Regions from separate parts of the Sus scrofa genome. Here regions 1, 2, 3, 4 and 5 are each linked to region 6. Evidence: chromatin contacts called from public Hi-C and HiChIP or PLAC-seq data. All regions are on one chromosome and are shown on one strand. The core of a region is the stretch at or near the end of the contact, and the rest is flanking DNA. Distances in the headings are between cores, read along the strand shown. Region 1 holds the start of TRIM47 (tripartite motif-containing protein 47). Region 2 holds the start of LOC100521680 (histone H3.3). Region 3 holds the start of METTL23 (methyltransferase-like protein 23). Region 4 holds the start of MRPL38 (39S ribosomal protein L38, mitochondrial). Region 5 holds the start of WBP2 (WW domain-binding protein 2). Region 6 holds the start of UBALD2 (UBA-like domain-containing protein 2).

Evidence for each region. A called contact is a pair of places that touch in the nucleus more often than the background predicts. HiChIP or PLAC-seq counts read pairs in DNA pulled down with a chosen protein or histone mark.
Region 1: an H3K27ac HiChIP or PLAC-seq map of alveolar macrophages shows a contact between it and region 6. The contact joins the promoter of TRIM47 here to the promoter of UBALD2 in region 6. A contact is called at or near these places in 2 of 5 promoter capture datasets (fetal liver and fetal skeletal muscle), 1 of 47 Hi-C or Micro-C datasets (fetal liver) and 1 of 2 datasets of contacts at active chromatin or transcription factors (alveolar macrophages).
Region 2: an H3K27ac HiChIP or PLAC-seq map of alveolar macrophages shows a contact between it and region 6. The contact joins the promoter of LOC100521680 here to the promoter of UBALD2 in region 6. A contact is called at or near these places in 1 of 5 promoter capture datasets (liver), 2 of 47 Hi-C or Micro-C datasets (embryonic fibroblasts and liver) and 1 of 2 datasets of contacts at active chromatin or transcription factors (alveolar macrophages).
Region 3: a contact with region 6 is called in an H3K27ac HiChIP or PLAC-seq map of alveolar macrophages. The contact joins the promoter of METTL23 here to the promoter of UBALD2 in region 6. A contact is called at or near these places in 1 of 5 promoter capture datasets (fetal liver) and 1 of 2 datasets of contacts at active chromatin or transcription factors (alveolar macrophages).
Region 4: an H3K27ac HiChIP or PLAC-seq map of alveolar macrophages shows a contact between it and region 6. The contact joins the promoter of MRPL38 here to the promoter of UBALD2 in region 6. A contact is called at or near these places in 3 of 47 Hi-C or Micro-C datasets (embryonic fibroblasts, fetal liver and retroperitoneal adipose tissue) and 1 of 2 datasets of contacts at active chromatin or transcription factors (alveolar macrophages).
Region 5: a contact with region 6 is called in a Hi-C map of embryonic fibroblasts, with 2.5 times the contacts expected there. The contact joins the promoter of WBP2 here to the promoter of UBALD2 in region 6. A contact is called at or near these places in 3 of 5 promoter capture datasets (fetal liver, fetal skeletal muscle and liver), 2 of 47 Hi-C or Micro-C datasets (embryonic fibroblasts and liver) and 1 of 2 datasets of contacts at active chromatin or transcription factors (alveolar macrophages).

What each region holds. Positions count from the first base shown.
Region 1 is chr12:5,532,928-5,536,546 of Sscrofa11.1, forward strand. TRIM47 (tripartite motif-containing protein 47) reads left to right here and starts at 2,332. Exons shown (of 6, transcript XM_003131190.4): 1 at 2,332-3,108. The coding sequence starts at 2,410.
Region 2 is chr12:5,630,899-5,634,746 of Sscrofa11.1, forward strand. It overlaps LOC100521680 (histone H3.3), which reads left to right and starts at 1,428. Exons shown (of 4, transcript XM_003131194.4): 1 at 1,428-1,577; 2 at 2,048-2,185; 3 at 2,306-2,459; 4 at 2,547-3,848. The coding sequence starts at 2,058. The coding sequence ends at 2,675.
Region 3 is chr12:4,806,429-4,810,276 of Sscrofa11.1, forward strand. METTL23 (methyltransferase-like protein 23) reads right to left here and starts at 2,520. Exons shown (of 5, transcript XM_003482946.4): 1 at 2,415-2,520. JMJD6 (bifunctional arginine demethylase and lysyl-hydroxylase JMJD6) reads left to right here and starts at 2,586. Exons shown (of 8, transcript XM_021066561.1): 1 at 2,586-2,981; 2 at 3,473-3,848. The coding sequence starts at 2,853.
Region 4 is chr12:5,512,266-5,515,872 of Sscrofa11.1, forward strand. MRPL38 (39S ribosomal protein L38, mitochondrial) reads left to right here and starts at 2,155. Exons shown (of 9, transcript XM_003131188.4): 1 at 2,155-2,425; 2 at 2,542-2,721. The coding sequence starts at 2,359.
Region 5 is chr12:5,562,931-5,566,477 of Sscrofa11.1, forward strand. It overlaps WBP2 (WW domain-binding protein 2), which reads left to right and starts at 2,182. Exons shown (of 9, transcript XM_003131191.5): 1 at 2,182-2,338. The coding sequence starts at 2,280.
Region 6 is chr12:5,206,720-5,210,370 of Sscrofa11.1, forward strand. UBALD2 (UBA-like domain-containing protein 2) reads right to left here and starts at 1,954. Exons shown (of 3, transcript XM_003357957.4): 1 at 1,552-1,954; 2 at 1,160-1,222. The coding sequence starts at 1,671.

The DNA.
Region 1 (3,619 bases), core at 1,082-3,581, 330 kb after region 6:
AGGCCGCCAGGGAGCTCCCCACTTCTCGTTTAATATTTAATGGATCCTAGTTTTTTTCTCTCCTTCCAGGAGGCTCTGCCTACGAGCTTTCTAAATTAGACATTTTTAACCTGGGCTCTTGGGGGGGAAATCCTCCTTGTTTTCACTGTCCCCTAACTGAAATTTAGCACTTCTTTCTATTATAAATGGAGAGTGATAGTGGAAATACCTGTCACTTGTTACCAATAGAAATTATAGATTTTTCATAGCACATTTAGAGGTGACAGAGAATTTTAAGTATTTTTACATTTATCACAATTGCAAACATACAGTAATTTTTGTCTCCATGAGATCTTATTATTTATTTGTTCTTTTGTTAAAGAAATATGTATATAACTTTATCACATATTTGTTTTCTTCATATTTTGTTTTCTGGGGTTTTTTTAGGGCCACACCCGCGGCATATGGAGGTTCCCAGGCTAGGGGTCTAATCAGAGCTACAGCTGCCGGCCTACACCACAGCCACAGCAATGCAAGATCTGAGCCCTGTCTTCAGCTTACACCACAGCTCATGGCAAAACCGGACCCTTACCCACTGAGCAAGGCCAAGGATCGAACCCACCTCCTCATGGATGCTAGTTGGGTTTGTTAACCACTGAGCCACGACGGGAACTCCAATGAACTTTTAATTTTAGAACAGTTACAAACTTACTGAAAAGCTGCAAAGATAATTTCCCCTTTTGTCTGCCTCATGATGACTATGATATATTTGTCACAATTAAAGAGCCAATATTGATACATTCTTATTAATGATATTCCATAATTTGTTCAGATTTCCTTAGTTTTCCCCATCATCCTTTTTCTCTTTTAGGAGCACCCAGAAATCACATTACACTGAATTATCCTGTGTCCTCCGGCTTCGCTTGGCTGTGACAGGTTTTCAGGCTTTCCTCTTTTCCTTTTCCTTCTGTTTTTTCCTTTTTACAGCCACATCTGCGGCCTGTGGACCTTCTTGGGCTAGGGCTTGGATCAGAGCTGCAGCTGGATCCTGTGCCACAGCCACAGCAATGCTGGATCCCAGCCACATCTGTGACCTACCCTGCAGCTCATGGCAATGCCTGATCCTTAACCCACGGAGCCAGGCCAGGGATTGAATCTGAATCCTCATGGATACTAGTTGGGTTCTTAACCCACTGAGCTGCAACAGGTACTCCAGACGTTTCTTGTTGTTTGGTTTTTGATGAACTTGACAGTTTCCAGGGGTTCTGGTCAAGGGCTGTGTAGTCTGTCTCTCCACTGGGATTTGTCTGAGGTTTTACTAGTAATTAGAGTGGGGTTATGGGTTTGGGGGAGGAAGCTCATATCACATCCAGGGTGCCTACTGCGGACATGACTGATGACTGTCGGTGTTGACCGCGACCACTGGCTGAGGTCGTCTTGGCCAGGTTTTGCCGCTGTCAAGTCACCCTTCTGCTCTCTTTGGAAGGAAGTCACTATGCACAGCCCGCACTTAAGGACTGGGAAGCCCTGCTCCACCTTGGAGTATTTACAGAATCTGTTTGGAATTCCTCTGAATGGGAAATTTGTCTACTCTCCCTCATTTATTTATCCAGTGATTTATTTATTATCAGCAGGAACTCATGAGTGTTTGTTTTCTACTTTGGGTTGCAACCCAGCGCTACTTTAGTTATTCTGTTGCCACTCTGTTGGGTTTAGCTTAACATCGTTGAGGTAATTTAAATACAATAAACCCCACTGGTTTAAGTGCATGGTTGGAGGAGCCTCAGCAAAGCCTCCAACTGGGGAACCCACACCCCTAGCCCAGGCCACACCACGGGAGGGACCGGAACTGAATGATGAGACTAGGGACGTGGAGGATGACCCCAGCTTCCCATTTCAGCTGTGGAGGAGCGCAAGTTCCCCGCCTGAGGTAAACAGAGTCTCTAAGGGGCAAAAACATGCGCACGTCAGCAGTTCTTTTTTTTCCTCTGCCGTCAGCAGCTCAGCAACTTTGCTAACAGTGCTGCCCAGGGGTCTGGAGCGCAAGGGGCAGGCGCGACACGGGGCGGGGGGCGGAGGTCGCCCAGCGCCTTAGGAGCCCCTGGCAGGCACGGGGTGGGGGAGTTTGGGGGGTCGTGGAGGGGTGAACTCCTTCCCTGCTTTCAGTGTGTCCCGTCCCCGTCCCGCCCTCTTCCCTCTCCCTCTTTGGTCCAGGAGGCCCTCGGGGGTCAGACGAGGCCCAGAGGCCGTCCCGCGCGGCCTGGGCTGGGGCGGGTGCCCGGGCGGGCAGGCGGGCCCGCGGCGCCGGGGGCGGGCCGAGCGGGGGGCGGGCCCCTTGGCTGCGGTCCAGGGGGCGGGGCGGCGGCGCGGACGGTCTGGGTCCCTCCCAGGCGGGAGCGGCCCAGGCGGTGCCCCAGCGGCCGCGGAGCCATGGACGGCGGCTGGCCCTTCAGCTGCCCCATCTGCTTGGAGCCGCTCCGGGAGCCAGTGACGCTGCCCTGCGGCCACAACTTCTGTCTCGCCTGCCTGAGCGCGCTCTGGCCGCACCGCGGCGCGGGGGGCGCCGGGGGGCCGGGAGGCACGGCCCGCTGCCCGCTGTGCCAGGAGCCTTTCCCCGACGGCCTGCAGCTCCGCAAGAACCACACGCTGTCCGAGCTGCTGCAGCTCCGTCAGGGCTCGGGCCCGGGGCCCGGCCCAGGCCCGGCGCCGACCCCGGCCGCAGCCCTGGCGCCCGAGCCGGCGGCGCCCAGCGCGCCGCCCAGCTCGCCGCCCAGCGCTCCGGAGCCATCGGCGCCCAGCGCGCCCGAGCCGTGGCCGGAGGGCGAAGAGCCGGTGCGCTGCGACGCGTGCCCCGAGGGCGCCGCCCTGCCCGCCGCGCTCTCCTGCCTCTCCTGCCTCGCCTCCTTCTGTCCCGCACATCTGGGCCCGCACGAGCGCAGCCCCGCGCTGCGCGGACATCGCCTGGTGCCGCCGCTGCGCCGGCTGGAGGAGAGCCTGTGCCCGCGCCACCTGCGGCCGCTGGAGCGCTACTGCCGCGCGGACCGCGTGTGCCTTTGCGAGACCTGCGCCGCCCAGGAGCACCGAGGCCACGAGCTTGTGCCGCTGGAGCAGGAGCGCGCGCTCCAGGAGGTGGGATGCGGTTGCAGCGGGCGGGCGGGCGGCCGGGACGGGTGACCCGCCTCGAGAGCCGAGGCCCCATCACCCCCATCCTTCCCAGGCTGGGTCTTAATTTCCTCCTTTGCCGTCCCTTCCAGCCTGGACAGTCATCTGATCGCTGTGGGACATTTCGCTCAGGATGAGAATGGGGGGGGGGGTTGGAGGAACCCAGTGTGAACCCAAAAAGGACGGGAAAAGCAGGCTGGGGTCCCGAGGCTGGGGCGCGGCCGGGGGCGGGGGGGGTGTTTAAAGCAGCAGAGAGCTCGTGCCCATGCCGGTCCCAGCTCAGATTTGCTGCGGTGAGGGTTTCAGTGGGTGGGGCAGGCGACAGGAGGGCTGCAGAGGTGGGGCCGAACCCACCGGCACACAGACCCCTCTGTCCAGCTGACCTGGCGGCCCGCAGTGAGAGCATGTGGGCGCTGTCCAGCTCGTTACCTCCGCCCCCAGTTTCCTTTGGCCCTCAGCCGGGTCTTGGCACTTCTGG
Region 2 (3,848 bases), core at 178-2,677, 420 kb after region 6:
TCAGTGAGCCCAGAGTAAGAACTGCAGGGTAGAATGTCCAAAGCTCTATTTCAATTTTCCGAGCTTTATTTGGCTGGTCTTAACCTTAAGCCTTCTTTGATATTTTATAAACTGAGACGTCTGTAGGCCTAAATATTAAAATCCATCCAAGACATTTAGGCAAAGGTAGGTATTACCACTTTTATACATTTGTCATGTTTCTTCAGAAGTAATACTTTCCAGGATATATTATTAAATACAAGGGCACTTATTTAATTGCCTTTATGGACATGCAAATGTTGTTTTAGAACTGAGTATTCTCTTTCTTGCTGTGGTCATTTTGTTCAGGTGAATTACATAATTTTAAAAATATGTTGCTTAGTAGGTTACTTCTTGTATATTGAAGTCACAAGGTTACTTCTTGTATATTGAAATCACAACGTATTTTGTGATGGTCTAAGAACTTATAAAAATCACTTGGCATTTGTTTCTTTTTTTTTTTTTTTTTTTTTTTTTTTTTTTTTTTGGTCTTTTTTGTCTTTTGTTGTTGTTGTTGTTGTTGCTGTTTCTTAGGCCGCTCCCGCGGCATATGGAGGTTCCCAGGCTAGGGGTTGAATCGGAGCTGAAGCCACCGGCCTACGCCAGAGCCACAGCAACGCGGGATCCGAGCCGCGTCTGCAACCTACACCACAGCTCACGGCAACGCCGGATCGTTAACCCACTGAGCAAGGACAGGGACCGAACCCGCAACCTCATGGTTCCTAGTCGGATTCGTTAACCACTGCGCCACGACGGGAACTCCTGGCATTTGTTTCTTTGTATCTATTATTTACTCATCCCCACCCCATCGAACGAAAGAACTGCTTTTTAGTTAAAATGTATATACCTGATACATAAAATACTTGTAAGATAACATAATTTACTGATTTCTAATTCTTATTTAAACTACGTACCTAACTATCACAATGTTAGTGAAAAGTAAATAATCACAGGGAACACATTTTAGTTTACATTGGAAGGTAGTTTACAAATTTTTCGTTAAAGTAACGTCTCCTCCTGCATTGTATTAGCTTGATGCAAATAAGCTATCCCATCCCGACTCTTAAGTCCTGATAGAGACCAGTACAATTCATTTGCATTGACTTTCTATTGTAGAGCTTTGGAACCAAGGGAAGGATCCAAACATAGCTCCATTTTATCCAATCAGAAGAGCCGCTTAGTGCCAACCTCTGATTCGTCCATTCCTCTTTGCATTCACCCAATCGTTAGGCCACTTTAACAGCCAATCAGTGGCCTAGACATCCGCCAATCAGGAAACGGGGCCGAAGCACGGCCTTTGTGTCGGGGGATGTCAGCGCGTCGGCGAAAGTGTCAGCCAATAGGAAAAGTCGTTGGTGTATGCAAATTAGGGTCCTATGACGCAGAGACGCAGCGTGAAGCGTGGGTATAAAAGCGGAGGCTTAGGGGGGGCCTGGAGCGCAGAGCGGTTTGGTCGTTCGTTGGAGTTGCTTCTTGCTTTGGTTCGGCGACTGCGGCTCTTCATTGGGCGGCGGGAGCGGCACGGCGGTGGGGGAAGCGGCCTCAGACTTCGCTGTTGGGTAAGTCTCGGCTTTGCCTGCGGCTTGAGGCCCTGCCGGCCGTTGATGCCGCGGGCCACGACCGTTGGGAGCTGAGTGCCGGCTGGTGCGGGCTGCTCTGACTGCTGCTGGCGACTCTGGGGTCGGGTGGTTTTCCCTTGGGGCTTCGCTCCGGAACCGCGTCTCCGCCTCTTTCCCGCTGGTGATTCAGAGGTCCCGACTCCGGGTTCCCGGCAGCTGGGCCTCCGCCCGTCGAGGAGGGGAAGTGACTCCTCCCCGCGCCCCCCCTCCCAGGGGAGGCTGCTGCTACTCGCCGCCTGAGTCATTAGGGGAGGGGGGGTGGAGGCGGCGGCCCTCGGCCATCTGCCGCCCGCCGTGGGGCGCAGGGAGGCGGGAGGGCAGGCGCGCCGGGCGTCCCGCCCTCTGCACGCTCGCCGTCTCACCCCGGGAGGCGAGCGTCGCGGCCCCCGAGTCACGGGTGTCTCCTGCAGGTAAAAGAAAATGGCCCGAACCAAGCAGACTGCTCGTAAGTCCACGGGTGGGAAAGCGCCCCGCAAACAGCTGGCCACTAAAGCTGCCAGGAAAAGCGCTCCCTCTACCGGCGGGGTGAAAAAACCTCATCGCTACAGGTAGGCAGCGCGGCAGGGAGACAATGACTCGGCGGGCGCGCCGCGAGTTGGACCCTCTGGCTGCTTGCTCGGTCCTGTCACTTAACTGGTGTCCCTTTACGCCCTTCCTGCTCGCTCCAGGCCCGGGACCGTCGCGCTTCGAGAAATCCGTCGTTACCAAAAGTCCACGGAGCTTCTGATCCGGAAGCTGCCCTTCCAGAGGTTGGTGAGGGAGATCGCCCAGGATTTCAAAACTGACTTGAGGTTCCAGAGCGCCGCCATTGGTGCGCTTCAGGTGAGACGGCGGTGGCAGGGGCGGAGGGCTGGCTTGTGTGCGGTGGTCCTTGGAGGGAGTTTAATGTGTGGCTCTTGTCCTCAACAGGAGGCTAGTGAAGCGTACCTGGTGGGTTTATTTGAAGATACCAATCTGTGTGCCATCCACGCTAAGAGAGTCACCATCATGCCCAAAGACATCCAGTTGGCTCGCCGGATACGGGGAGAGAGAGCTTAAGTGAAGGCAGTTTTTATGGTGTTTTGTAGTAAATTCTGTAAAATACTTTGGTTTAATTTGTGACTTTTTTTGTAAGAAATTGTTTATAATATGTTGCATTTGTACTTAAGTCATTCCATCTTTCACTCAGGATGAATGCGAAAAGTGACTGTTCACAGACCTCAGTGATGTGAGCACTGTTGCTCAGGAGTGACAAGTTGCTAATATGCAGAAGGGATGGGTGATATTTCTTGCTTCTCATGATGCATGTTTCTGTATGTTAATGACTTGTTGGGTAGCTATTAAGGTACTAGAATTGATAAATGTGTACAGGGTCCTTTTGCAATAAAACTGGTTATGACTTGATCCAAGTGTTTAACAATTGGGGCTGTTAAGTCTGACCATACATCACTGTGATAGAATGTGGGCTTTTTCAAGGGTGAAGATACAAGTCTTAACCACAGTGTAACTTACAGTTTCCTTAAAAAAAAAGAAAAAGAAAAAAAAGAAGTAAACCTGGCAGCTATAGAATACACTATGTGCATTTATAATAGCTATTTTATATATTGTAGTGTCAACATTTTTAAATTAAATGTTTTACATTCACCTTTGGTGGGGAGTCTTGTCATTAAGATTGTGTGTAATTTAGAGTCCGGTTGGTTTTCTCCTAACTAGACTGCACTTGTTTTCATACCTAGTAAAAATGCTTTGCGCATTATACCTTGCATAAGTCCTCATTCTACCACATGTTAACTACCCTCTAGCTGATAATGCAAACACTAACGGGGGATTTTATTTATAAGGGCTCTAGAATATAATACACGTTATTCACACCAGCATTGTCTGTTACTAATATAGTAGTTAGTACAGCTTTTCTTTGTGTTGTGGTTGGTCTCATAACTAGATTGAGTTTTTCTCTATCAAGAGGGAACAAAACTGAGCTTTTCCATCGAGTTTGTATTATGATAAACCTTTGGGGTAAAGTTGCTGTGGGGAAGGGACACAGCGCCAGCTTATGGAACCTCTGCCAGTTAAAATGGTGTCATCTGGTATAAGGTCCTGGGAAAATCACTTCATAGAGATGGCTTTCCAAGTGGTTTTAAAATTTATCCTTCTATTGAAGTTTTTAGGTCAATTATGTATGTTGACTAAATTTACAAATAAACTTGTTTATCCAACTAAGTGTCAAAAACC
Region 3 (3,848 bases), core at 1,270-3,769, 400 kb before region 6:
CCAGCACTGGCATTCATTACAGAAATGACAGTTCCCTGCCCTCCAGTTTGCCTCCTGTGGGGGGGGGTATAAAACTTCAATGCCACAAGATAAGCATTCTTCATTCAAAAAGCATTTACCCAGGAGCTCCCTGGTGGGGCACTGGGTTAAGGACCTGGTACTGTCACTGCTGTGGCTCGGGTTCAATCCCTGGCCCAGGAACTTCCATATGCCAACACATACATATGTCCCACTGGGGAGAGACAGGCAAATTTCCGGTTGGTGATATGCTACGAGCACAACAGAACAGGGTGATGGGCAGTGACCACAAGGCAGCTGCTAGAGATAGGGAGAGAGGAGGATTCGGGCAAAGGCCCTGAAACGGGAACTGAAAGGCCTCTGGCTGGGGAGGGCTGAAGGCAGGGTTGTGTAGTACAAGCAAAGGTCAGAGGGAAGCAGGGACCCGAGCAGTCCGCAAGTGCAAATAAGAAGATACTGGGGAGTTTTGAGCACAGGCATACGTTGGTATGCTAAGAAGGGACACTGTGGTCATAGAATGACATCCTACAAGAGGTTTGAGAATCCTGGAGTTAGGAAGGCAGGCAATTTACAAAGGCTCTGGGAAAGCACTGAATTTTGAGAGTGTGGTATTCAGGGAGGCAAGGTAACAACTCTGGAATGAGCCTGGCTGAGTTCAGACTTGAGATCTGTGCTTTACCAGCTGTGTTGACCTCACTCAATTTATTTAAGCTATCTGTGCTTCCGTTTCCTAAACTGCAGAATGCTACCTTAGAGGGGCTAGGAAGATTCAAGGCAAACTAAGGACAGTGCAGGGCACAAAGTATGCAGTTAGCAATTGTTAAAGTGCAAGTCTTTGTTCTCAAGAGCAAAGGGTGCCCCTAGTGGGATGGTAGGAACCTGGCGGAAGAGGTAAAAATATCAAAGGTTCCCTGGTGGTGCAGCAGGTTAAGGATCCTGCGTTGTCACTGCTGTGAGCGTTTCATCCCAGGTCTGGGAGCTTCCCCATGCTGCGGGCGGGGGCAGGGAGGAAAAAAAAAGGTAAGGAGTCCCCCGAGTTCCCGTTGCGGTGCAGCAGAAACGAATCTGACTAGGAACCATGTGAGGGTTGGATCCCTGGCCCTGCTCAGTGGGTTAAGGATCCAGCGTTTCCATGAGCTGTGGTGTAGGTCGCAGATGCGGCTTGGATCCGGTGTTGCTGTGGCATAGGCCAGCAGCTCTAGCTCTGATTAGACCCCTAACCTGAGAATCCTCCATAGCTGCGAGTGCGGCCCTAAAAAGCAAAAAAAAAAAAAAAAAAAAACAACCCTGAAGTTCTGAACCTAATCATTCAGTACACTCAACAAAAACATTAGTGCCTACAATAGGTTAGGCTGATTAAAACACAAAACTACCTGCCCTGGTGGATTTTACCCAGAACTACAATGAAGAATTTCCTCCCTGAAAAATTAGTTATGCAGATTCGGGTGTGAGAAAGGGGGGCTTCGGTTCTCAAAGGGTGTCTCCCCACCCACTTCCTAAATTTGGGAAGAAATCCAAAGGGGTATTTCAACGTGATTTAGAACTTGCCAGAAATGGGTTTCCACCCCAGCCTTCAACTCCTCTTACGCTGTTTCTCATACTTAAAACTGTTAGTGCCAATAACTACCACACAGGCTGCAACTTCAAAGTGCCTTGAAAAACTGAACCTATATAAGGTGTTAACTGCTATTGGGAGTGCGGGCAACCACGAACTGAAAGGGAGCAATGCCAAGGCGAGCAACTTTGGGTAGTGAGGGTTGGAGCTCCGTCCCCCGACCCCCGTCCCAGATAAAGCTGAATTAAGAAGCCCTTCAACAAGATCAAAGGTGTGAAGAATGCCTCTTTTCTGGCAAGAAATTATCAGTACGGAGAGGCCCCCTTCCTGGCAGGACCTCCAAGGTTCTTAGTGAAAGGTATTTAACCTGACAAACGGCTTCAGATCAAATCTCTCGGCTCCGCGATCCACCCACCCTAAGGCGGGAAGCCGCGGACTCCCTCCCTGTGCCCCTCCCTACTGAACCGCCTTTCCCTAAAGGCGCCAGAGTTAAGGACCGAACGCGCTTCCCAGCTGGTGCCTTTGCACACACCTGCGGGACGTGGACCTCCAGCACTGCCCCCTCGGCTCCCAGGCTCGGCTCCTCCGAGAACCGAAAGCGCTGAGCCCGGACCACATGCCCTCGGAAGCCACACTCTCCGGGAGTGGAGTCGGTGGCCCCCGGGTGGGCCGGGAGCAGGGGAGGGCGCAGGGCTTGCCAGGCTTCCAGGCTGCGCACGTGGGGGTCCCCCCGGCCTGCCTGAGGTTGCCGCCTTGGCGCCACCTCAGGTCGCTAGTACCCGACCGCAAAGAGGGGGGAGCACCCCTCGGACGACAAAGTAACCACGCGGCTAGAACAGACCGGCAGCCAGGAAAATGAGACACGGAACAGGTGCTTGGAGCAGCAGACCGGCCGGAAGCTGGCCAGGAGAAGGCAGAGCTGCCGGAAGTGACGCAAGCCGGAAGAGGGGAGGCGGGGCCGCAGCGAGGAGGAGCTCGGCCGGCCCGACCTTCCCAACATGGCGGAGACCCGGTGCGTGTGAGGGCGGACCGCGGAGGCGCCGAGGCCAATGGCTTATCGCGAAAGACTGGGGGGCGGGGAAGACGGCAGCCGCAGGCCCAACCCGAGGCTCGGGAGGTGGTTGGGGAGTGAATCTTCTGGAAGGCGGCTTTAAAGGCGCCGGGCCCGAGCGAAGGGCATTTTGGTACTGCCGTCGCCGGGGCCGGGGAGGGGGCGCGTTGGTGGCAGGAAGCGGGCTGCGCCGAGGTCGTCGCGGAACCAGCTGGTGACCCTCGCAGGATGAACCACAAGAGCAAGAAGCGGATCCGCGAGGCCAAGCGGAGTGCGCGGCCGGAGCTGAAGGACTCGCTGGACTGGACTCGGCATAACTACTACGAAAGCTTCCCGCTGAACCCAGCGGCCGTGGCGGTGAGCCGGTTGTGATCGCGGGCTAGGGGCGCGGTGGAGGGCACGGGCATCCCCGGGGCTGGGGTCCGCCCGCGCCGAGCACGGCACCCGGAGTTCCGAGGGGCTCGCCCGCACCCCGCGGGGGTCGGGGTCATCGGGCCCGGATTCCAGGGCGGGCCTCCTTCCTCCGCGCTGCAGCCGCGCCTGCCTGGGCAACTGGAGACCCACGCTATCGACGCCTCCACGAGGCCTGTCACTCTTTGGGCGACGGGCCCTAGGGGACGTGGCTGTCAAAGGCCATGGGTGGGAGATACGAAGCCCCCCTTTCCTTGGTGGGTGGCGCTGGGTGCGATGCGCCCCAGCGCAAGTAGGTCTTTTTTCTTCCCGAAGAGGAGCCAGAAACAAGAATCTGGCTCCTTAGGTATGTGATTGCTCGTTGGCCTTGGGGGACACCCTAACTGCTGCAGGACTTTTTTTTTTTTAACTCGATAGGTCTTTTCTGATTCCCTCAGGACAATGTGGAACGGGCAGACGCCTTACAGCTGTCGGTGGAAGAGTTCGTGGAGCGATATGAAAGACCTTATAAGCCCGTGGTTCTGCTGAATGCCCAAGAGGGCTGGTCGGCGCAGGAGAAGTGGACTTTGGAGCGCCTCAAGAGGAAATACCGGAACCAGAAGTTCAAGTGCGGTGAGGATAATGATGGCTACTCGGTGAAGATGAAGATGAAATACTACATCGAGTACATGGAGAGCACGAGAGATGACAGTCCCCTTTACATCTTTGACAGCAGCTACGGGGAGCACCCCAAAAGAAGGAAACTTCTGGAAGACTACACGGTGCCCAAGTTTTTCACCGATGACCTCTTCCAGTATGCGGGGGAGAAGCGCA
Region 4 (3,607 bases), core at 905-3,404, 310 kb after region 6:
TCTGCTGTCCGTTCAGCAGGATTTCACGAAATAATAAGCCATGACTCTTGAGGGGCAGGATGGGGTCTTATTGACCTTAACATCTAGTAGATGTGCACTGATGGGTGACGTGGCAGTGAGTTGAGCTGTTTGGCTGCTGTTCATGAAAGCCAAATTCAAGTTGGGGCCACTTGCTGCTGGATGAAGAGACCCCTCACACCATTCCAGTGTTAATATGAGGACCAAGCTTCTGCTAGCACCAGAGCATCGAGACAGGTCACCACCCTGGTTGGGACATCAGGAAAGGCTTCCTGAAAGGACCACTGCTCGGACTCTGGGAGGTGGCCAGGCAACGGGGAAAGGTTAGGAGTGGCAGGCAGAAGGGAGAGCATGTGCAAAGGTCCTGTGCCAGAGAGAGAGAAGTGCTGAAGAAGTGAAAAGTGAAATCGAGTTTATGATTCATTTCTCTATCCAAAACTTTATTCCCTTTCATGTACCCTCTGGCCTCAATCCTGGGCTAACTGAACACATTATCAACCTGAGTCCAATGGCCGAAACTGCTGCTGTTGATAACATCACCAAAGCACTAAAGTTGCTATGATAGATAGCACTGTGTAAACTCAGTTGTTTTTCCAGGGCAAGATGACCTAACAGATCCCCGAACCATTGACCACCTGTCCAAAGATCCCTAAACCAGAGACAAATGATTCCCCAAACTGCAGGTCACAAGGCAATGATTAACCCCAGCTTCTTTGTTCGTCCCTTAAAAAAAATTTAAAAAAAAACGCAGTTCTCGATGGTAACAAACCCAACTAGAATCCACGAGAACATGGGTTAAATCCCTGGCCTTGTTCAGGGGGTTAAGGATCTGCGTTGCTGTGGCTGTGGTATAGGCTACCAGCTGTAGCTCTGATCTGACCCCTAGCCTGGGAACCTCCATATGCCCCTGGTGCAGCCCTAAAAAACAATAATAACTCAAAGCAAGGTGAGGGAGTTCCCTAGTAGTTAGGACTTGGCACTTCCATGGCTATGGCCCGGGTTCCATCCCTGGTTTGGGAACTGAGATCCCACATCAAGCTGCTGCACATGGTGGTCAAAAAAAAAAAAAGTTAAAGTGAATCTGAGGCTTGTCTTCCACTCCCTTGCTCGGTGTGACAATACTTTTACCTTGTTGCAAACCCACCATCAGAGTTTGGCTTTTGGCACCTTGGGCACATGAGCCCTTGCCTGCTTACAAAGAATTGGGTTGAGTTCCAGGACAGAGGGGCCAGAGCAGAAGTGGGGCCAGATCACCTGGGGTATCAAGTTTTATCTTGTTAGAACTGGATCAGGAGAGCCATGCAGCTCTGAAACGATTTAGGCAGAAACACTGTCTTGACCAGGTCACTTCTGTGTGGATGATAGAAACGCAGGATCCAAGCCACATCTGTGACCTATACCACAGCTCGCGGCAATGCCGGATCCTTAATCCACTGAGCGAGGCCAGGGATTGAACCCACAACCTCGTGGTTCCTGGTCAGATTTGTTTCCGCTGGGCCACGACAGGAACTCCTCTTTCTTTTCTTTTTAAGGCCACACCTGTGGCATACGGGTTTCCCCGAGAGGGGATAGAATAGGAGCTTCAACTGCCAGCCTACACCACAGCCACAGCCACACCACCAGCCCCATCTGGGACCTAAGCCTCTGCAGCACGTGGCAAGGCCGGATCCTTAACCCACTGAGTGAGGCCAGGGTTTGAACCCACATCCTCATGGATACTAGTAGGGTTCTTAACCCACTAAGCCACAATGGGAACTCCCCATCTACCCCCTTTAAACCACACTAGGAGGGAAACACTGTTAGCACTCGCATTTTTTTTCCAAACGAGGTCACACACAATCTGGGATTTGAACCCAAGCAGGCGGACTCCTGAATGCATCCTCGCACCTCCTCCTGCCTGTGCTGCCACACCAACTGGGAGCTCAGGATGCCGCCGCCTTTAAGGATGGGTGACCCTTATGAGCAGGACCCAGGGCCCCACAGAGCGCCAACCTCTCGAGTGGAGGCGGAAGCCCGCCGACGGCCCCAAGTCTGTACCTCCCCCTGGTGGCAGGCTGCGAGCCGGGGGCCCACACCGCTCGCAGCTCCGCCCCGCCGCCCACCGGGCACTTCCGGAGGCCGCCCGCCCTGGGCGACGGCCAGCTCTGGCCTGGAGGCAGGAGCTCGTGGATTCCGGGAAGGTCTTGGGGCTTGAGTGGGGGCGGGGCTTTAGGGCTCGGGGCGGGGCTTTAGGGCTCGGGGCGGGGCCTGCGCCGTGCGCTCAGGCGCGGCTCCGGCCACCTCTGCCGGGTCCTGCGGGCGGCGGCGGCGGCGGCGGCGGCGGCGGCGGCCTGAGCGAAGATGGCGGCGCCCTGGTGGCGAGCCGCGCTGTGCGCAAGTCGGCGGTGGCGGGGCTTCAGCACCTCAGGTGAGGGCTCTTGCAGGTCCCCGAAGAGCTGAACCCTGGGGCTTGAGCCCGCGTTCGCCTCCCGCCTCCGCGAGGCCGGCCCGGAGCCTGCCTGACGTCCCGCTCTCTGTCCGCAGCCGCCCTGAGCCGCCGGGCCGCTCCGCTGGGGCCGATGCCCAACGAGGACATCGATGTGAGCGACCTAGAGCGACTGAAGAAGTACCGCAGCTTCGACCGCTACCGGCGCCGGGCGGAGCAGGAGGCGCGGAAGCCGCATTGGTGGCGGACCTACCGGGAGCATTTCGGGGAGGAGTCAGGTGCGGGGAGGAGCTGGGCTGTGACCCCGCCTTCCGGGGACTCGGGGGAGGGGGCCTGCCCGCATTCCCGTCCGCACTGGGGTGGTTTAGTCCCTCCAGGATTTTTCACACCCTCTGGTCCTTGTATCTGGAAAATTCCCTTCCGTCAGAATGTGAGAGTTCCCCTTAGATATTTCTACTCCTAAAATGCTTTCCTGAGCAGCCCCCTCACCCCCCCACCCATTCCAGATTAGAGTGCCCTTCTGTGCACTCTTCGTGTAGTCCCGGCCACACATGACCGCCATGGATCTTGCACGCGCACAGTGCTTGGCACGTAGGTGTGCAATACTTTGCTGAATTAAACTAAAAGCCCTGGGCAAAATGACCCAGGATTCCTGCCTTTGAGGGACCTACACTTAGTGAGTGCATCCTTTTAGAAGGCATTTATGGGAGTTCCCCTTGTGGCCCAGGGGTAACGAACCCGACTAGTGTCCATGAAGACGCGGGTTCCATCCCTGGCCTCGCTCAGTGGGTAGGATCTGGTGTTGCTGTGAGCCGTGGTGTAGGCTGCAGCTGTAGCTCTGACTAGACCCCTAGCCTGGGAACTTGCATATGCCCTGGATTCAGTCCTACTGAAAAAAAAGCTAGGCATTTATGGGTGGAGTTTTAATGGTGTGGTTAAGGGCACACACATGGAATCTACAAAGTTGTTAAACAAAAATCAGCCTCTTGGGAGTGACTTTCCTGAGGCTGAATTTCCTCAGTTTACAATTTTAATAAAATGAATGATTATGCTGGAGTTCCCGCCTTGGTGCAGTGGGTTAAGAATCCGACAGCAGGAGTTCCCGTCGTGGCGCAGTGGTTAACGAATCCGACTAGGAACCATGAGGTTGCGGGTTCGATCCCT
Region 5 (3,547 bases), core at 932-3,431, 360 kb after region 6:
CTCAATGGGATAATGCTAAAAAAACAATGTCTGGTGGATCTTTCCAAAATGTAATATCTAGACTTAGATGTGGAAGTATATGTATTCACCACTCTGTCCTGACAAACCTTAGCACTCTTTTTCGTTTGTTTTTTTAGGGTGGCACCCACAGCATATGGAGGTTCCTAGGCTAGGGGTCCAGTTGGAGCTACAGCTGCTGGCCTCCGCCAGAGCCATAGCATCCTACCCCGCAGCTCACAGCAACTTCAGATCCTTAACCACTGAGCGAGGCCAGGGATCGAACCTCATGGTTCCTAGTCGGATTCATTAACCACTGCGCCATGACGGGAACTCCGTTTAGCACTCTTTCCATATCAGCACAGAGAATTTGACCTCATTCTTTCTTTTTTGGCCCTACCCAGTGGCATGGAGAAGCTCCTGGGGCAAGGATCAAACCTGCACCACAGGGGAGTGCCCATCGTGGTTCAGTGGTTAAGGACTCCGTCTAGGAACCATGAGGTTGCAGGTTCCATCCCTGGCCTCGCTCACGGGTTCAGAATCTGGCGTTGCCGTGAGCTGTGAGGTAGGCCGGCTTCACCCCTAGCCTGGAACCTCCATGTGCCATGGGTGTGGCCCTAGGAAAAAAATAAAAGACAAACTTGTGGCACAGCAGTGACAATGTCTGATCCTCAGTCTGCTGCACCACCAGGGAACTCCTGACTTCATTCTTTCCACCACTGCTAAGATTGCATGTAGAGAAATTAACCTAACCTTTCAGGGCAGATTTTATCATGTCCATGATGCACTTCTTCCTTGCACGTATTCTGCAAGGTCCAACTTGGTTTTGCACAAGACCTCCAGGGGCTGGTCCCTGTTTCATAATATTTTCTAGTTTTTCATCCTTCACCTAGGGAATCTGACTCAAAAGGAAAATTAGGCAGGTGGATCCCACCGTGGGACACTATCTGTCAGGAAATCAGCTGTCTGCTTAAAATCCAACTCTGATCACTTAAGATTAAAGATGCACCAGCACTGCCAGGTGGGACACCCCCCTCCCACATTTCCCACAAAGATTCACCTCAGAGGTGGGGGAGTTTACACAACCACAGGGGCTCCCCCCCCGCCCCCCCCGAGGGGGTAGTAGTGCTGGGTCACGATGATCAGCCCTATTTTGTAAGCTCCCCGTCTTGCATTGTGCCCAGATCCATTCAGTTACTTGAATTCTGGTTTAAATCTTCTGGCCTGGAAAATGCTGGGGAGCCCAATTGCAAAGCCTGAACATTCTAGAGGGAGCAGCGCCACGCGAGGCCAGCTGTGGTGGAGGCGGCGGTGAGGTGTGGCCGCTGGACCCAGGTTCCTCTCCCAGCGCGGTGAGTCTCACCGCCCACCTCGGAGGGTGTGGCTTTGATTTCCTGGAAGAGAAGGCAGTTTTTCCGGATTCCCTTCTGCCAGTCAGCCAGCCCATCACATCCTGGAACAAAGACTGGGTCCTGCACTCATCTATATATCTCAGCGGTTACTTAAGTGGGTTGGGCTGCGGGGGAAGGAGGGACAAAGTCATGTAGAAAGCGTTCCCTAAACGTTTGTGGGGAGTCCCATCATGCCTCAGTGGTTGACAAGCCGAACTAGTGTCCATGAAGAGGCAGGTTCGATCCCCTGCCTCGCTCAGTGGTGGGGCTCTGTTGTTGCTGTGAGCTGTGGCGTAGGCCATCAGCTACAGCTCCACTTGGACCCCTAGCCTGGGAACCTCCATATGCCGCAGGTGCGGCCCTAAAAAATAAAAATAAGAAAATAAACATTCGTGGGCTGAAAGAAGGTGCCCCAGTAAACGGTCACCGCTGCACACAGCAGCCTTCACGTCCAGGGCCTTTATGACTAACTCCTCTGTGACTCGCGCAACTGTTTATTTCAGTCCTTTGGTCGACTGGGTGGAAGAGGGTGGGAAGTGCGCAAGCTGATGAGTTATGCAATTAGTGGAGTCAATCCACGCCTAGAGTCTGTGAGACTACAAGTTCCAGCATGCGTCCGTCCACTAGCCTAGGGAGAGGTCGAGGTGGGCGAGCAGTGCTTCTGGGAATTGTAGTCTCGAACTTGTTTGTGATGCAGGCGAAACTAGCGGGGAGGGGAGCGGGAGTAAACTATTAGCACGTGATGGCCGGATCAGGTGGTAGGGCCAACCTCCGCGCAAGAGCTGTGATTGGCTGACTCTAATACGAACGACGCCACTAGGGGCGGGGCCAAAGAAGGGCGCAAGCGCACTGCGTTTCGAGTCGAGTCTCGGGACCCTTTTCCGAGAGACCATGGCGCTCAACAAGAATCACTCGGAGGGCGGCGGAGTGATCGTCAACAACACCGAGAGGTGAAAACACTGCGCAAGGACCCTGGAGAACCGCAGGGCGGTTGTGGAGGGTGTAGGCGCTGGGCGGTCGACGGTGGGAAGTAAACCCGTGAAGACGGGACCTGACGGGGGGATGGGGGGTAACGGCTGGGGGCGGGGTGGAGGAAGGTGGGTGGGTCGTGAGGGAGCCGCCGGGGGTGTAGCGATCAGCTGTGGGTGAGGGTGGGGCGGCTGGACGGGGACCGGGTACGGAGAGACACATGGGGCCTGCGGGTAGTTCTTGAGCCCTTTTCCCAGAGTAGGTGACTTTAGAAATGGGGAGAGCCTTTGGCAAAAAATAATTACCATTTCGTGGGTATTTACTATGCTACTATGAGTCAGAGATGGCGCCTCTTTTACCTGCTTAAGTACATGAGCCCTGTTCGGCAGATGCTATTACTCTACGCATTTACATGCCGAGATAGTGAGGCACGGAGAGGTTAAGTAACTTGCCTGAAATCACAGAGCTGAAAGTACCAGGAGAGGAGTCTGATTCCAGAGTCAGTAGGCTTAACTGTCAGTATGTAGCCTTCCGGTATATTCCGGAACTGCTCAGTTTCCAGATAGGAAACCGAGGCCCAGAAGTGAAATTACGTAATTAATATTTGTCATATGTCGAAAACATTTTCTGTAAAGCTCTGTCTTTGCAGACAGACAGACAGGTTACTGATTTCCTGTTGGCTTGGATCACTCCCAGAGAGAGGTCTTCCACATCAAGGTTCTTCCTATCCATCCGCAGTCAGTTTTCTCTCTCCTTGGACGGCATTGAGAATGAGACCAGCCAGCTCTGGTTGAGCTAGGCTGACCCTAAAGCGCCTCTTGAAGGAGCAGAGGAATCTGAGCCCCCAGACGAGGTTTGGTGGGACCAGAGCCTATAGCTGGCTAAGGCAGTACCCAACCCAGAGCTGTCGCCTTGGAAAGCTTGATGAGTCAGAGGAGGTTCCTAGGGAGCCCCAGACCTCAGAATACTGACTTTTCCTCCATCTCACCTGCCCAGGGTCTGCCAGGTCCGACTCTTCCTGGCAATGACCTCTTTTCTCTGAGCTCTGCTGCTCTTTTCTGGTTCCAGTCCTTTTCCCCACTCACCTCTCCCCTGTGAAGGAAGCTGTGTCATCTGGGAGGGGAACGAAGACACACGGAGCCGTATGAACTTGAACCTCATTGTCTTGAAATCAGAGAAACCGCACATTG
Region 6 (3,651 bases), core at 704-3,203:
TTCACCCATCATATTCCGATGCATTTTTGGTTGTTAATTTATACCCAGCGTGGGCCATTCCAGGAGAAACGTGGGATCAGAGGGTCAAGACAGACCCGTCTCGAAGGGTCCTTTGCAACTAGGTGTCAAGGACGAGACACCGCAGAGAACTATTTGCAGCTTCTCCAGACAAGGCGGCAGCTCTGAGAAGGGGGCCATGGGCAAGGACGCCCAGTGTCAAAAATGACAAAAATGCTCTCCAGAAGCCACCACAGACCGTCTGGGCAATCGTGTTCTACAAAGCTGTCTCGGGGCCCAGTCCTGCCCCCTCAGCAGGGCTAACAGGCAACCAGAGGGGTAGAGAAGGCATTCAAGCCTCTAAAGTGAAAGGAAAGTTCTGTGCCGGTGGAGAGCAGGATACCTTATGGCCAGGAGGGCAAAGGCCCAGGCCTGGGGCCAGCTCGGGAAAGAGAAGAAACCAAGCAAATCCAGCCCTGAACCACTTCTGTTTCCTGGGCTGTACGCATCTTCACCTACTGAGATTAAATGCATTCTTGGCTTATCTTGCCAAAAATCTGAAAGCCTTCCACTCTCCCAGTACGTCTTTTTTCCAGACCTGAGCAGGAAAGAGTGGATGTAATTGTCTGGGTAGAGCCCAGCTCTCCGGGGCCGGGTGGTGGTGGGGGTGTACCCCCTTCCCGTTCCCTGTAGAGCTGGGTTGTTTGGCGGGGGGCTGCCACTCCATCAGCAAGAGGGGACCCCCGTAAACAGACACCGCAGGGGTCCCAGGCCCTTCCCTCGGGCTTCCAGCTCCCCAGACGGCTGGTTTCCGTCCCTCGAGCCCCCTCCCCACTCCCTGCCGCCCAGCTCCTCCTCCGGCCACCCTCGCTGCCCTCCAAGCCCCTGGCCCAGCGAGAGTTGCCGGGCATAGGCTTCGGGCCGAGCTGCAGCAGCCCGGGGGCCGGACCACCAAGTTGGGCGAGCCGGCGGCCGCGGGAGCCGCTCTTTCCTGGAAGACATTTTGGCTCTTTGTTTACATCGCGGCGCCGCGCTCCCCGGCAACATGGCTGTCACCGCCGGCTGCTGACAGCGGCCCCGGCCCGGCCGCGCGGGGCTGCGGCCGCGGCGAGGCCCGCCCTCCGGCCCGCCGGCCCTCCCGCCGCGGCCCGGCCGCTCTTACCATCTGGTGGTGGTGGTGGCTGTTGGGAATGTTGGTTTCTTGGAAAAACGTGCTCAGGGCGGTCTGCAGACAAACACAGCGCCAGGGCGGCGGTTAACGGGGCCGGGGCAGGAGGCCCACCCGCCGGCCCTGCCCGGGCGGCCGGGGCGCCCCCGCCGCCGGGCCCGACCCCTCGGGGCGGGGGGGGGGGCGTCCCCGGGCCGCGCGCGGGGTCCCGGGCGGCAGGGCCCCGCGCCCCACGCGAGACCGCGCGGCCCCGCGCGCCTGCCCTCGCGATATAAATAGTTTCCCTCTCCACCCCCCCAGACGACTGCGCGGCGCGCGGCTGGGCGCCCCGGCCCGCGCCCTTGCCCAGCGCCGGGGCCGGGGAGCGGGGCTCGGCCCGCACGCACCTCGAACTGCCAGTGCGCCGCCTGCAGCAGCTGCTTCGCCTGGTCGGCCGCGCAGCCCGCGGCCAGCACGAACTGGTTGATCATGACCTGGTGCCGCAGCTCATCCATGTTCACCGACATGGCTCCGGCCGGCGCGCTCTCCCGGGCTTGGCGGCCGCGGGAGGCCGGCTGCCCTCGGCTCGCGCTCGCCGCCTCCGGCGGCCCCCGGACCCTCGGCCGCCCCGCCGCCCGCCGGGCGAGTGTTGTGGTCCGGCTCGCGCCGCCGGCCGACACCACAAACAACAGCGCGGGGCGGGGCCGGGTGTCCCAACGTTCGGGGGCCGCGAGCCGCCGCCGCTGATTGGCCGGCGCCGCTCGGCCGGAGCCCGGCTCCGGTACAGACGTTCGATTCGAATCCTGCGGCCTGTGGACCCGCACTGTTTCTCTTTTTGCCCAGCCGCGCCCATTGGCGGATGTCGGCGCCGTGGGGCTCTCCCGTATTGGCCGGCCGCTGTGTTTTGGCCTGTCCGGGCTCGCGATTGGCCACGGCCGTGCGTTTGGGGCGGAGCCGCACTCGCTGATTGGTCTCCCGTGGGTCCTTTTGAACTCAACTTGAAAACCTTGAGTGCCTGCTGATTGGCTGAGCCCCCTCTGTTTGCTGTTGTAGGCTTGGGGGTGGTGCGGCCAAGTTCATTCATTACTTCATTGAAACTGAACATGCTCAGCTGGAAAAGCAAGACAGAGTGGCTTTGACTCATTTCCTCTGAAAGATGTGGTCATCTCGAGAAACAGAGCGATCAAAATAGAAAACAGACAGAGCCTTTGCAGCTGCTCGAGTCTCAAAATTGTTTATTTTTTTTAAACTTTCAAGCAGCTCTACTTTTAAAAAGCTTTTTATTGCCATGTATCCCTTTCAAGCCTCTTTCCAGCCACTACCCACCTCACGGGCCAAACAGTTTTCCTACGTTTTTAGACCAAAACTTTGCTCTGTGAAGTTGGAAGACGGTGTTAAGGGACACTAAATATAATGGCAAAGAGGAAATGAGACTTTCGCAGACACTAATATCCCAAGCTGAAAAAATTATTTTCCCTTAAATTGTTTGACCTAACTGAAACTTTAATTTCTACCATCTTTTAAAAATAGAATAGGAATTCCCTCTGTGGCCCAGCGGAAGCGAATCTGACTAGTATCCATGAGGATACAAGTTCAAGCCCTGGCCTCGCTTAGTGGTTAAGCATCCAGTGTTGCTGTGGCTGTGGTGTAGGCTGGCAGCTGCAGCTCCAATTCAACCCCTAGCCTGGGAACTTCCATATGCTGAGGGTGTGGCCTGGAAAAACACCCCCCCCAAAAAAAAAAAAAAAAAAAAGAGTACGTCTATTCAGGTACTGGATCTCAACTCTAGACATTTAAAAACAGTTTGTTTATATGCAGGGAGCTTCTATCTTTTGGATTAAGATTTAACCTTCAAGGTTTGTACTTGGGAATTGTGGGGGTGGAGAAAGAACAAGGCGTTTAAGCAGATTGAAGAAGGGCCAGAGTGCTTAGTAAGGCAAACACTGCTGGAATTCACTGTTAGAATGTCTGTTTCTGAAAAACTTAGTCAGTTTTGGACCTGAAACACCAATCAGTGTGGATTATAATTTGTTAAGAGCCTGCAGAACAGGAGGCTAAGAAAAAAGCAAGCCATGGCTCTATTTTGACTTTGCCTGCAATGGATTAACTCTCCGTCTAAGAAAATTTACACATATAGAAAGAATAGAATATAAATAAGGAAAAAGTTACAGCCAATGTTTATGTACTGATGAAAAACAGCCTCGGGCACCAGAATGAGCCTTTTAGTTTGTCCCATTTAGTTAGCCTTTTTGTTTGTTTGTTTGTTTTGAAGGGACAGGAGTCAGCTCTTTGCCTGCCCAGACTTGTTTCTTGCCGCGATTGCACTTAGCCCTCCTGAGTGCGCATGAGCTGAGACCTGGAGTGTGGCTGGAGAGTCCAGCCCAGCTTGCCGCCCTTCCCTTCCAGTAATTGCAAGGTGAAAACAAAAGTGAGCAGCCAGCAGCTGCCATTGCCAAGGAGCCTGGGCCACAAGCAGCCCCAGAACAAGGAAGTACTGTCACTGTGGG